Linked DNA regions of Mus musculus: region 2 is linked to region 1. Evidence: chromatin contacts called from public HiChIP or PLAC-seq data. All regions are on one chromosome and are shown on one strand. Each heading gives the region's core, a stretch centred on a gene start, on an enhancer-like site or on the middle of the called end of the contact. The rest is flanking DNA. Distances are from core to core; before and after follow the strand shown.

What was found. HiChIP or PLAC-seq counts read pairs in DNA pulled down with a chosen protein or histone mark.
Region 2: a contact with region 1 is called in a RAD21 HiChIP or PLAC-seq map of pro-B cells, with 2.1 times the contacts expected there. The contact joins two enhancer-like sites. A contact is called at or near these places in 2 of 15 datasets of contacts at CTCF or cohesin (the NIH/3T3 cell line and pro-B cells), 2 of 484 Hi-C or Micro-C datasets (CD8 T cells and Sertoli cells), 2 of 115 datasets of contacts at active chromatin or transcription factors (CD8 T cells and large pre-B cells) and 1 of 9 other capture datasets (adipose tissue).

What each region holds. Positions count from the first base shown.
Region 1 is chr9:66,556,805-66,564,020 of GRCm38.p6, reverse strand. It overlaps Usp3 (ubiquitin specific peptidase 3), which reads left to right. Exons shown (of 15, transcript NM_144937.4): 3 at 1,336-1,467. Among named protein-coding and RNA genes, the nearest start is that of Usp3, 33 kb to the left of the region's middle. Within about 2 kb of position 3,585, at least 71 of the 459 cell types and tissues checked have an H3K27ac peak or open chromatin away from gene starts, as enhancers often do. A contact at or near this core is called in pro-B cells, where this site is marked.
Region 2 is chr9:66,641,747-66,648,962 of GRCm38.p6, reverse strand. No RefSeq gene overlaps it. Among named protein-coding and RNA genes, the nearest start is that of Usp3, 52 kb to the right of the region's middle. Within about 2 kb of position 2,517, at least 17 of the 459 cell types and tissues checked have an H3K27ac peak or open chromatin away from gene starts, as enhancers often do. A contact at or near this core is called in pro-B cells, where this site is marked.

The DNA of each region.
Region 1 (7,216 bases), core at 2,336-4,835:
TGTGAATTTGAAAGGCTAGTTTTAAGCACATACCCTTGTTATTTTATTTTAAACTCAGTCTACTTTGGGAGACAGAGGATCCTTGGTGTTAAAGTTCATGGGGGAAAGGTATAAGAAAAAAATGGTTGAATTCTGAATTGAGGTTAAGGGTGTTAGTTTTTCTGGGGTGTGGAGACTGGACTTAGGCTGAGAGCCATTCCTCAGTCTCAAGGTAAGTGCAGCTTCTTGATTAACTACTGCAGCTTGAGATGAAACTTCCTGCTCTAAGTCTGTTATTTTGATGCCAGTGAACTAGCAATTGTTTCTTTACCTGTTGAGTTTTTAAGTAATTTCCACCTTTTGCAGACTAGTTGTTGTAAAGGAACTGGGATGTTTTTGTGTCCTTAGGAGTTTTTTATAGAGGTCAGGGACAACATTCTATAGTCTTTAGGTAAAGTGTAGATAAATGAGGGTGCATAGATACTTACTTTGGTTTTAGTTTCCCTGCTATAATAATTTATTAGGGCTTACAAGATGGCTTAGCAGGTAAAGGCACTTGACATCAAGTCTGATCCTTCTGGTTTGACCTATTAGGTAGGGAGGGACCCTACTCCCATGAATCATCTTTTGGCTTCTGCTTATGTACCATGTCATGGACAGCCACTCACTCCCAAATAAATAAATGTTATAAAGCTCTGTTTATTAAACTTGAGTTGGAAAGTTATAAAATTGGTAGGAATATAACCAATCACTGGCTATGTTTGCTTACATGGACAAATTGCAGTTTTTCTAACACAAGTTGATTTGTGTTTTGTTTGGATTGTTTTACACAAATGCATTTCCATGTGTGTTGGTGATGAGGCATTCAGAGGAAAAATCTGAAGCTGTATCCAGGAGACCACAGATTGCCATGCTTCTGTCTGACTTTCACATTGTAGGTGTAACTTCAGCATATGGTACTGGGGAAGGAGGTTGATTATTTTAATGTACAGACTTTTTATTTACTTATTTTAAAATAACAACTCCAAGCTGGGAATTAGCAATTTGAGAAAACCCTTAAATGAAAGACAATATAGGGGAAACATCAGCATAGAAGATAGTATAAATAGCACTGAAACGAATTTGGGTAGCTAATACCTTTCCTTGCTTGTCCCTAATCAAGGCGTAACTAAAATTTGACTGTAGTATTGAGTTGCAAATTTGAGTATACTTTAAGTATTTAGCTTAATATATCACCAGGTGATTAACTTTTTTTAAAGAGTTATTTTTCATTTTAATTTGGTTAACAATTTCATCATCTTTGACAACTTTCCAAAGCAATATTTAAATTAAAATAATTTCACTTGGCTTTGTAAGGTATGTGAATGGCCATGCAAAAAAACATTATGAAGATGCACAGATACCCTTACTCAACCATAAGAGATCAGAAAAGCAGGAGAAAGCTCAGCATACAGTGTGTATGGATTGCAGTAGCTACAGCACATACTGGTAAGTTAATATTTTCTGGAAATGGTATTGTTTTTACAAATGTGTTCTTACAAGTTAAGCTTCTTTGTTTGAAAGATTGTTTTGGTAATCTTCCCTATCTCTTTTCTACTTCCTGAGAGGTAAATGTCAAGAATTTAGTGTTTACAACTCAGCATTTCAGGCTCCCCCTGACCCCCATGAAGTGTATTAGACTTTAAGAGGAAGTTGGAGATAGCCATGCCAGGTGGTGTATACTGGTATTCCTTGCACTATGCAGGCTAAGAAAGATTCTGAGTTAAAGGTCATCCTGGGCTACAAAGCTAGATCCTATGTCCAAAAAAGAATAGATTGTGAACCGTGTGGCTCCTTGTAATATAATGTATGTGTCTGTGTCATATAAATGGTAGTAAAGTCCTGTCTATTTTGTGACTGTTTAGGAGCAAATTATTTAGGCTACAAGCAGTGTTCAACAATTTGTTACCCATGTAGTATATGCAGAGATGTTTATAGTTTTAACTTTTGAGTGAAGCAGATTTCTTTCTCATCATAAATTATGATGAATAATTTTTCACCTTTACTTTCAATTCTAAGGGCTGCTGACATTGAGGGGGGTGTTTAGAAGATCCTTTAGAGTTATGTATTTGCTCAACAGTCCTTGAATTTTACATGAGGGCAATACTGAGCAGGAATGGGCATTTAAAGTACAAATATCCCTGTTTGTTGATTTGCTTTTGGTAAGTGGTTTGAGACAGAGTTTGCTGTTTGGTCTAGGCTGGCTCCTACCTCAGCCTCCTGAGCACTGTGCATGTGTTGCCTTGCCTGTTTCCAGGCATCCCTGAGAACCACACTTTCTGTTGAAGGGCGTGCTAGTCCTTTCTCACACTGTCTGTGGGAAGATGTCCAGCCAAGGGAAGAAAATTAAACCAGTGCTTTTTCAGGTCTTTTAATGTTTTACAGGTTTAGCATAGTTGGCATTTAACTATTGAATAAATCTGTAAAAGGTTTAAGTCATTCAAACACCTACTCGTTTAGTGGTCAGACCTGGAAAAGATAGAAGGGAGAGAAACTTAGAGGCAGATGAAGATTTTTGTAAAAATTAGTATTTTCTGAGATGTTCACACACAGGGCAGTGCTCACTACTGTTGCTTGCTGATGTGGAGTACTTCTTTTCTTTTCTTCTCTTTTCTTTTTCTTTTCTTTTCTTTTCTTTTCTTTTCTCTTCTTTTGATTTATTTATTATATGTTAAGTATACTGTAGCTGTCTTCAGACACACCAGAAGAGGGCATCAGATCTCATTACAGATGGTTGTAAGCCACCATGTGGTTGCTGGGAATTGAACTCAGAACCTCTGAAAGAGCATTCAGTGCTCTTAACGGCTGAGCTATCTCTCCAGCCCGAGTACTCCTTTTCATAACAGCTAAGCATTAGCTCAGTTGGCTGCTGTTGCTTGAACCCTGGCCTTAAATAAACCTCTACCCGGACTCACATCCTAGCCCTCCATTAATCCCTGCCCCATTAATCCAAGAATGGTACAGCTTCTTGTTTTATAGAATCAGGTGTTCTGTGTTTATAACTACTTTTGCTTTAGAGACAGCAGAAATTCAGGTCATTCTTGAATGTCTTTATCTCCCTATCATAGTCATAAGTCATGCCATTCTGTGTGGTGCAGGTGCTGACAGCATTCATTCTTGATATCAGTTAGTGTGCAGAGGATGTTCAAAAGGAAGCTTTGTAAATACAGTTAAATCTGTATACTATAACAAATCATTGTTGCTCTTCTTGCTGTTGGTAAAATTCTAAGGGAATGGTAAGTCTTTGAGGAAATCTTAAGGATCAGCTTAATGGAATTAAATTATTTTCATAGGGTGCTATAAGAACATCTGTTAGATATTTTAGTGGCTTTGCAGTTTTGTTAACTAGACATTGGAATTTAATTTCCTTTACATTGCTATAGTGTACTAAGGTAGTAGACATAATTTCATGGACAAGTTGATTTAGGAAATATTAGCATATACCCAGGAGTGGCAGAAGCTTCTTGGCCAATTGCCAGTCTTTTGTGTGCGGTTAAACAGAGCTGTAAGTGTGTGGCTACCCAGAGCTTCTGAAATGCAGGAAGGAAGCTGCAGCTGCACGGGTCACATTAGTGCTACATTTGTGGGCTTGAGAACAGAATGCCAGGGAACCACCCTGCAAAATTACACTGCCATATAAATACCCCAAAGGAGCTGATGACTGTTGTGAGATCATGAAGCTTTGGTTAAAATTAGTATTTCTATTATACCTTAACTAATACAGAGAAACAGATTTCTCTGAGTTGGGGAATTGTATAATTTCCCGGTGTAGTTTTATGAATTTCTTTGTACATCAGTTTCTGATTGCTAGACTGGTTGATAGGGTTCAAAGGAAAAAAAGTTTATATATTTGATTATTAAGCTGTGTGTATATTTGATTATTAAGCATTTTTACTTCAGCTTTTCCTACACTTCTACCCCCAAGTAGTAGGAATCAAACCCAGCGCCCCGGACATGCTCAGCAAACACTACTAAATTATATCCCAGTCCGTTTTTTTTTTTTAATTTTTTAATTTAAGACAAAGTTTTGCTAAAATTTCAGGCTGGTCTTGACCTTACTCTATAGGAGCCTAGGATTTAGCCTCCCAAATGCTGGAGTTACAGCTGTAAGCCACCACACTCAACTGTGAAGCCCTCCTCACCCCTTTATGGTTTGTGTTATAAGATATTCTGAGGCTTACATTTGGTTTTGCCCATATATGTTCATGTGCGTGCACATGTGTATGGAGTTCATAATTGTTTGGATAGCATTGCTCTGGTACCTTGTGTTTTTGAGACAGGCTCTCTTGCTGGGACTTGTAATTTAGGTTAAGGCTGGCTCAAGGGATCCTTCTCTCTCTGCCTCCCCAAGTCTGGGGCTACACACACACCCTAGCCTTTTGCATGGGTATAGGGGATCACACTCAGGTCCTTAGAGTATGTAATAAGTGTTTAACCAACTGCACCATCTCTCCTGTCCTTGCTTACAGTTTTTGTCTTTATTTTCCTTTACTGAGAGTCTTGCCCTGCCCTTTCCTTCCTTATGAGTTATCATGAAAATTTCCTTCTCCTAACTCCAGCTACGGGGAGTAATCTCTACTAACTTCTAGCTTCTGGAACACTTGTCACTTCCTGCTACATGTCACTAATTTGTAAATCTCCTTGGAGACTACAGAGACCCCTCTCAGATCTTTCTATTTTCCTCCTTGTTTTATGCAGACTTGTTTTAGGCAATGTCCTTGCCAAGTATGTGGATAGTCCTGGGGTCATCTCTAGTACTGGGGTGGAAAAGATTTTGATAGCTACCTTTAAAACAGGAGAAAGGTTGCACCAAGTCTGTACTATGTCCTTTGATCATCACAGAGGACTGAAGCCACATGACAGAGGCTAAATTCCTTTCCCTCTGAAGATTGGTATCCTTGTAGGCAGCTCTTCTTAATTCTGAAATAAGCAGAGCCTCCAAAGAGAAAACATATACTGTGAAAGTTGTGGTCTGGCTGGGCATAGTGGCGCACGCCTTTAATCCCAGCACTCGGGAGGCAGAGGCAGGCGGATTTCTGAGTTCAAGGCCAGCCTGGTCTACAGAGTGAGTTCCAGGACAGCCAGGGCTACACAGAGAAACCCTGTCTCGAAAAACCAAAAAAAAAAAAAAAAAAAAAAAAAAAAAAAAAAAAAAGTTGTGGTCTGGCGGCACAGGCCCCCGCTCCTTGAGACAATCCAATTAGCATGAAACAGATAAATGAAGATTTCAATAAAAGTGAAGATCTTCCCAGGATTTTCATATAGAAACTAAGTTTCAGTTTCTTGTTTGTTAAGTACTGTTTCTCCCTTCCCATCCTGTTCCCTTTCCTACCAAATGGTATTACATGTGGTATATTATTGCAGTTGAAAAGAAGCACAAATTAAAATTAGGAGTTTTGTGTAAGTAGACATATAAAGGTAATAGATTAAAAATACTAAACAAATAATTCACTGATATCTGACCTAGTCAACTCTAATCTTTGTAAACAGTAGCTGAATGTAGAAATGAAGAGTTAGGAAAAGAATACTAAAATTACTAGAATACTTTGTTCCCAAGGCATCTTTTCAAACTATTATGAAATATGAACTAATTCATGTCTAAAAACTGCTTAAATTTCGGTTATTTTTATTACCACTGGCCTGCTTTATCATCTTAAGTTATAATTAAAAATTAAAAACAAAAATTTATCATCAAGTAAACTCTTTAAGTATAGATTTTATCCACCCTCCCCTTATTTTTGTGTTTTCAAGAGGGCTTCTCTGTGCAGCCTTGGCTGTCCTGGAACTTGCTCAGTAGACCAGGTATGCCTCAAACTCAGAAATCCCGTTGCCTCTGCTTCCTGAGTGCTGGGATTAAAGGTGTGTGGCACCACTGCCCAGCTTTCTTTCTCTCTCTTTCTTTTTTGTCATCCTCCCTCCCTTTTAAGATGGGTTCTTGCTCTGTAGCCCAGGCTGGCCTCACACTCGTGCTTTTATCCTGAGTGTTGGTATTGATTACTTCTCCCCACCCTGCTTCCGTTTTCCTCCTTTTCCATTTTCTTTTCCCGTTGTAATGGACAGGAGTGGGATGGTAGGAGGAACCCTCACTATGTTGCCTAAGCTGGCCTAGTCCTCATGACTAGCCGGGACAATAAGCATAGACAGTGTCTTAAAGAATGCAAAGCAGAGATTTACTTAAAAATTGTATTTTGAAGTTTAAAAAGAAACTTTGTAATAGAGGTGACCTCAGATCATGAAAAGCTTCTTTAATAAGACAGTGCTTATCTGCTTTTAACAGAGGAAAGGGTATTTTATCTGAGTATATTTTTTTCATATCCATAATTGATATTTGAGGCCAAGACATCAGCATTTAATAAAAGAATTAAAATATACATTTGATTTTTAAAGACTTTAAAGATGTTAACTGTAATTAGTTTGAAACATGAAATCAGAATATCAGCTTGCTTTTTTTTTTCAGTATCTGCCATTTATAATAAAGTGCTTGGTTATACTTGTAAATAAAGAAATGATACACATATGTATAGAAAGGAAATTAAACTTTAAAAAAAAGATTTAATTTATTATATATTATATGTAAGTACATGTAGCTGTCTTCAGATACTCCAGAAGAGGGGTGTTACAGAAGATTACGTTACAGATGGTTGTAAGCCACCATGCGGTTGCTGGGATTTGAACTCCGGACCTTCAGAAGAGCAGTTGGTGCTCTGTTAAGCTCTGTTAAGCTGGGTCATTTCTTCAGCCCAGGAATTTAAAACTTAAAAAAATCTGCTGTCCCTTTTGTGAAGGTACTTTCTGCATCCTAGATGGTTTCATTTTTTTTTTTTTGGTGGTATTATACATGCTTATTATATGAAGAACTTGCTCCTTCACCATTACTTAATAAAGTCACTTTATTTATTTGATGGTTTCTTCTTTCACAGGAATGAAGGATAGTTTTCATTAGGTATATTTTATTAGTTCATTAAGAATTTAAAGTTAATTAGTAACTTCCATAATGCTGTTAACAGGAACGTAGGAAGAAAAGCCAAATGTCTTAGAATGTTAAAGTTAAGAAAGGTGGAGGCTTTTCTCAGTTTGGATATGATATATATGTTATTCAGTATAGTAGTAGCTGTGAAATTAAGTGTCAGGAGTGTATTAAAGCTTCATGTGGCTAATACTGGATAATTTAGCCTCAGTATATCAGAATTTAACATTA
Region 2 (7,216 bases), core at 1,268-3,767, 86 kb before region 1:
CAAGTGAGCATCAAGCTCACTGCAGATGCACACTTGTAATCCCAGAAGCAGACCGGAGGATCCTGGGAACTCAGTGACTAGTCAGCCTAGCCGATTGGTGAGCTCCGGGTTCAGTGAGAGGCCCTGTGCTTGTCGTATCCATCAAACGTACAGAATCTGAGAACATGCATAATGACCCCATGCATGCTGTTGTCTGAGGAGCACTCAGTTAGGAAAGATTCCACACCAGTGTGTGAGAACACAAGCACCCTCACCTGAGATTAGGGAAGAAGTGAGACTTGGGTGGCAAAGGCGACTGAATGCTTCCCAGTGCCCATGCCACCATCTGTAAGACCAACTCTGTTGTGCCATTTTTTGGATGAGGAGACTGAGGTCGTTTGACCAAGTCACGCACCTGGATAGCTGAAGCTCTAAGACTCTAATTTGTGCCTGAGTAGCCACTTTATAAGGCAAGCACCTTTCCACCACTCTGCTTCCCTGAGTAGAAAGCCTGCTCAGACACGCTCTCTCAGGCCCAGAAACCTCGCTGCCTTCACCCTGCAACCCTCTCGTCATTATGGCCTTCCTCCAGCTTCGTCCCCCTACCTTGGGTTTTAATCAGAGACCACCTTTTGAAAAGATATAATTTACACACCTTAAAACTCACCTTTTCAAAGTATACAATTTAGTGTATTTTAGTATATGTGCAGTTATGCAATGATTACCACTATCTAATTCCAGAACCTTCCCATCGCCCAATGAAGAAACCCTTCATCCATTACCTCCCATCCCCCCCAGCCTCTGGAAACCACTAATCTACCTCTGCCTCTATGAATCTGCCTACTCTGGGCATTTCAGATAAGCAGAATCATGTGATGTGTGGTCTTTCCAATGAGCATCTTGCAGTCGATAGAATGTTTTGGGGATTCATCCATACTACAGGCACCAGGACTTCACTCCTTCCTGCCAGGTAACATACTGGGTGTTCAGATGTTTGCCTTCTAATTAGTCATTCGTGAGCTGATGGGTGTTTGGACTGCTCCCACCTTTTCCCTGTTATGGAGAAGGAGAACAAGCTTTTATGTGGACATACGTGCTCATTTGAAACATTGATTTTGCTCAGTCATGTGGTGACCTCACGTTACGCTTACTGGGTGAAATACCGTGTCATTTTTTCAGAGAATATGCTCACTACTGTTTCTGATCTCTTCCTGAATTTGGACAAGAACACAACCAAGTCAGAGAGAGCTGGGAAGGAATGAAAAAGAAGAGGTGAGAAACAGCTGCTTCGGTGACCTTCAACCCAAACCACAGCAGCTGTCTAGGCCCAGAAGAGCAGTCGAAAGAGGAATTTGACACGAATGCAGAGAAAGCGGGTGTCTGGGGCTTGCTGCTGCTGATTGAACAGAACGAAGGACTCTAGTTCAAATCTCTTCTTGTACTACCTCACTGAGTGACCTTGGGCAGGGCCTGTCTCGCTCTGGGTTCTTTGGTTTCCCATGTATGGATCTACTGTGCACCTTATTCTTCTGTGACCCACCCTTACTGCCCCCATGGCTCTGGCTTGAGCTATTCAGGTGTCGCGATGTGCTTTGGGGATTGACAGAACGGCCACGGAGCTGCTGGGATCACACGTATACCTGGAGATGAGTGAAGACAGCTTCCCGGTTATCTACTCCATAACCAACAAGAGCCTTGCATCCCAGCAACAGGATGCTCTGCACTGCGGACTGTCAGTCAGGGTGGGGACCCAGATCTTGGTCACTGCACAAACGAGAGAGGAACACTAAACAACAGTGGCTGCCCCTGGGCCACAAGTTCAGACTTTTCTCCGAGGAGTCCCACTTGCTTTACTGCAGGAGAGATGCAGTTATTCCACTCCACTGTTTTCTCTTCCCAGACAAACCAGAAAACTACCCTTTCAGCGATTTCTATTTAGTGGGACTGTTTGAATTCCAAATGAGAAAGCAGCGGTGAGGTCTTTAAAAGATCATCAGCAAGGATCCAGCTCTGTCTTGTTTCCAAAGATAGAGTCCAAGCAGGTGAGGGCAAGCTAATGTCTGCTGATCCTTGCTACGTGCCAAACACTGTGGAACTTGATAATTCGTTCTCATCTCGTCTTACCCTTAATAGACTGTAAGATAGTGATGTTAGTCTTGCAAGAAAATGGAGGCAAGAAGCAGGAAGGCATCAGGCTAGCTGTCAGCTAATAGAGCTGGAAAGGTAAAACAAGACACCCTCCGTGGGTCCTGTGGCTTTGATCATTTGTGGACACTAGAGCCACATCAGCTGCCTGCCACAGTGGTTTGGGGCATGTCTCTACCTTAGCAGTGAGAAGAGAGGTAACCTGGAGCCTCCAAAAGTCAAGAAGGAATTGGGAGGATTCTAAGAAAGGAGAGAGCATGATGGGAATGGGGGATTTGAAAGGGCCAGAAGGACAGTTCCATCTTGTCAGGAGCAGATGAGCCTGGCCTGCCTCTGTAGCTCGCAGTGAGGCAAGGGTGCCCCACACCAGAGCTGGACACAGAGGAGCCTGGCTGCAGAGAGCTCACACGTGGTGCGAAGGCGCCCCCTAGGGGCCTGCTGGCTTTGCAGAGCCCAGGATACAAGGTCTGGCTCCTGAAGCCTTTCTGCACAGGGAAAAGGCCCCGTAGAATCAAAATAAAATGTAGGACCTCTAAAACCCAGGAAAGACGTGCAGAAAGGCTCAGGAACCCACCCGACAGTACCATCCTAAGAAAGACATTTGGTACTGTGACTTTGAGGAAAGAAAATCTAGAAGTTATCTTTAGAACTTCAGGTTTAAAAGAAAAACACATATAAGACTCTAAAAGTGATTGAGGTCCGCAGCTCTAACAAGAACGTGTATCCAACAAAGCCGTCATACAGCAGATAAGAAGGCAAGCCAGAGGCCGGGCGGTGACCAACACAGCCGCTACAGTTGGTGACTACAATATGCAAAGAGCAGCCACAAATCCACCAGCACAAAAATAGACACACAACGTTTACAATGGGGAAAGTGGGGGGCGCGTTGCTTTTTAACACAATCTCAATTGTTCAATTTTATCAATGAAGACTCGGAAGCCAGATGCTGAGGTGAAGTCCTGCTAACTCAGAGAGGCAGAGAAAACACACAGCTGACCGTCCTCCTCAGCCAATGTCTCACTGGGAATCCTGTCTTGCCCACCTGCTCAAAAACCTTCCTTCAAACTCAACGTCCCTCCCTTCTCCTTCCTGGGTGTCTCTCTAGCTCTCCTCCTGACTCCCTATTTTACTCACTATGGTTTTTTCTTAATCCTATGTTCACTTCCTGTCAGCTGGCTGTTTGCTCTGCCTGAGTTCTGTAAAGCTGTCCACGTCTGTAATTCCTGGACTTCCATGAGACAGTGGGTCAGAGACAAGAGAACCCACAGACTCTTGAGCAGCTAGGCTGGCACACATGTTGCCAAGGAGACCTTGTCTTGAGGTGAAAGGAGGGGACTGACAGAGGTTGTATTGTGACCTCCACACTTACTCCACAGTACACGTGTGTGCACACTCAAAGCACACCTGTAGTCCCAGCACTGAGGAGGCTGAGAAAGGAAGACCATGAGGTAAAGGTCGGTCTGGTCCCTTATCAATAAATAATCAATAATAAAATCGAGGGGCCTGAAGAGAGCTCAGCAGTTAGGACTGCTTACTGCTCTTGCAGAAGAGTCAGTTCCAGCGCTCAGCACCCACGTAGGTAACTCACAACCCTCTATAACTTCAATTCCAGCGAATATGACACCTCTTTTGACCTCCTCCAGCACCAGGCACATGCATGTTGCACATACATATTATGCAGACAAGGCTCATACATATAAAACAAAAAAATGAATCATTTTAAAATTAGGGAAAGGTCAAAGCAGGGATTTCAACCATGCAAAAATATAAAAGTAACACAGAAGATGCTCAACCCCTTTAGCAACAAGAAAAATGCAAGAGAAAGCCAAAATGAGATGCAGACCCACAACCACCCAGCTGGTGGTAGATGGAAATGGGCAGCGCCAAGCAAGGCGGCCGTGCAGAACAAGGAACGTTCCTGTGCGCTGTTGGGGAGAGCATAGCTGGTACAGCCACTAGCAGCAGCTCTGCGTGATCTGGTAAAATCAAAAACATGCATGTCACAGGAGCCAGCAGCTTCACATCTAGATAAATACTCTTGCATGCAGCCAAAGACATAAACAACCATTATCGCAACCCCAAACTGGAAGTTACCAAAACCTCCCTTCTCTGTAGGAGGAAGAGGTCACAGTACATTCCCACAGCCAGATACTACTATGCTACATGACGGGCGAGCCACAGCTGGGGGGTGCAAGCATCCTTTGTTTTGTTTTTGTTTTTGTTTTTGTTTTTCAAGGCAGGGCTTCTCTGTGTAGCCTTGGTTGTGGTTGTTCTGGCACTCACTCTGTGGACCAGGCTGGCCTCAAACTCAGAGATCCTCCTGCCTCTGCTACAATTCCATCCTCTTGATGGAAGCTCAGGGAGTGAAAAAACTAAACAATGCAGTGCCTGGCGGTACTGCTGTGGGCGATGATGCTCCTTTTAAAAAGCAAGGGGAACTGATGACATGGCTCAGTGGGTAAGACAGCTTGCTCTGGAAGTGTGAGAACCAGAGGACCTGAGCTTGAATCCACCACACCAAGGCTAAAAGGCTCCTGTTCCTGTAACACCGGTACTGGGCAGGCCAGACTGATGTAGAATGCTCGTAACTGAAAAACTCAGCCCAAAAAAAAAAAAAAAAATCGCAAACCTCAGCTTCAGGTTCCGTGAGAGACTCTCATCTCTACACGTGTATAGGTGTGCAGATCTGTGCACTTCAGGCATCCAACACACACATACCACACACACACACACACACACACACACACACACACACACACATTTAAAGGAAGAACTAGAGATAGGAAAGGACAGGAAAGCACTAAGGAGAAGCACATCAGGCACTTTCTAGGCACTAGGAGTATTTTAGGGGACTAGGGAGGTGGCCTAGTGGACCAGGCAGGTGTGAAGTTCTTGCTTCACAGGCATGAGAACCAGAAAGATCCACATAAAAAGAGAAGAATAAAATCATCTGTCTGCAACCCCAGCACTGCAGGAGGAGACAGGAGGGTTGGTGGGGCTTGCAGCAGCCAGCCTAATTCAGGCTCAGCAAGAGACCCACTGCAGAGGAACAAGACAGAATGAGAGCAGGGCATCTGCATCCTTCTCTGGCCTCTGCGCATGCTCCTGGGTGCACATACCTGCATGCACGTGTACATAGAGCACACATTCAGAAATTTTATTAAGGTTGGGGTATAGTTGGTAAAGTATTTGTCTAGAGGCACAAAGCCCTGGGTTCAATCCCCAGTACTATGTAACCTGGGTGCATGCCTGCAATTTCTGCACTTAGAAAACAGAAGGAGGAAGATCAGTTCAAAAGTCATCTTCAGCTATAAAGGGAGTTGATGACCAGTCTGGAATACCTGAGACACCATCCCAACTCAATTTTTTTTTCTGCCAGGCAGTGGTAGCACATGCTTTTAAATCTCAATGCTCAGGAAGCAGAAGCAAGCAGATCTCTGTGAATTCGAGGCCACTCTGGTCTGTGGAATGAGTTCTAGGACAGACAGGGCTATCAGAGAAACCTTGTCTCAAAAAAACCTTTGAGGTTTAGTCTGTGATGTTTTGTTAATACTCTGAACCTAACCCAAGCCACCTGTGTTCTTTTACAAGTGATTTTTCATCAAAGGCTTTTCTTTAAAGGGCAAGATCCAGGTATTGTAACATAGTCCTATACTCTTGGCACTCAACAGGCTGAGAAAGGAGAATGACAAGTCCAAAATTCAGTCTAGTAAGCAGACTGTAATCAGATGGTGTGTGTGTGTGTGTGTGTGTGTGTGTGTGTGTGTGTGTGTGTGTGTGTATGTGTGTGCACATGTGTGTGTGTCTGTGTGTGTGCACGTGTGTGTGTACCAGTGTGTGTGTGTCTGTGTGTGTACCTGTGTGTGCACCTGCGTATGTGTGTCTGTGTGTATGTGCCTGTCTATGTGTGCCTATATGTGTCTGTTGTGTATACCTGTGTCTGTGTTCATATATGTACAACTGAAACACACATGAGATGAGGGTAGAGAACCATTAGGAAAAGTCAGTTGGGGTGGAGGCACTAATGGGGAGTGTCTCCTCTGTGCCAGGTGTTAATTTGCAGTCTCAATGGGCAGTAAATGCTGCCTTGTCAATCAGACACAGCCGAGAGAACACGCTGAGTGGCTGTGATTCTGGATACCAGTAAATTAGAACTTTCTGCTGTATCTAATAACCCCTCTGTGACATTTGCCTGACATTTCAGTTTGTAAAAACACTTTCATGTACCAAATCAGTCACTTCCCATAATCCTACAGAGAGGTAGCCAAAGACGGGTTATTTGTATGCCTCTTTTATCTTACTTTAAAACCAGGGTCTCGTGGACCTCAGGCCAGGTAGCTGAGGATGACTGTGAACTGTTGGTCCTCCTCCAGGACCAGAGTGCTGGTATTATAAGCATGGACCTCCCCATATCCAGTTCATGTGATGCTAGGTTTCTAACCCAGGGCTTTGCGTATGCTAAGCAAGCACTCTAACAACTGAGATGCATTCCAAGCCCCCGTGTGATTATTTGCTTGCTAAGATTATTATTTTCTATCTGATAGCTTATTGTGTATTATATTAAATTATAAATAAAATGTGACATTTTATTATTTACTTAAGTGCATCTGTGCATATGTGCATTTGAGAGCTGTGCCCTGGAGACCAGAATAGGGCATAGGATAGGATATCCTAGGAGACCAGATGACAGTGTTCAATTCCCTGTGCTGGAGTTACAGGCAGTTGTAGATACTGGAAAATGAAACTCTGGTCCTTGGCAAGAGCTGCTAGCACTCTTAACCACTGAGCCATCTCTGGAGCCCCACCTGTATGACTCTTTAAAGAAAAATAAATCAAGCCACAGAAAGATAATGATAGTCTTTTATTAGTCCCACCCAGCTCCATCCCTAGGGCACTCACCTCCCCTTCCTGGAAACAGGTCAGCCTGCCCTGGGCCATACTCCTGGCAGGCCTCAACTGCCTGTTTCTCTCACCTTGGTCTATATTCTCTTTGTCCTGATAAGTAGAGACTTTCTATTCTTCCTTAAGGATTTTTTTTCTTAGCTTTCCCACTGTCTATCTATATGTACTTATTCTTTTTCTTTATTTGTCT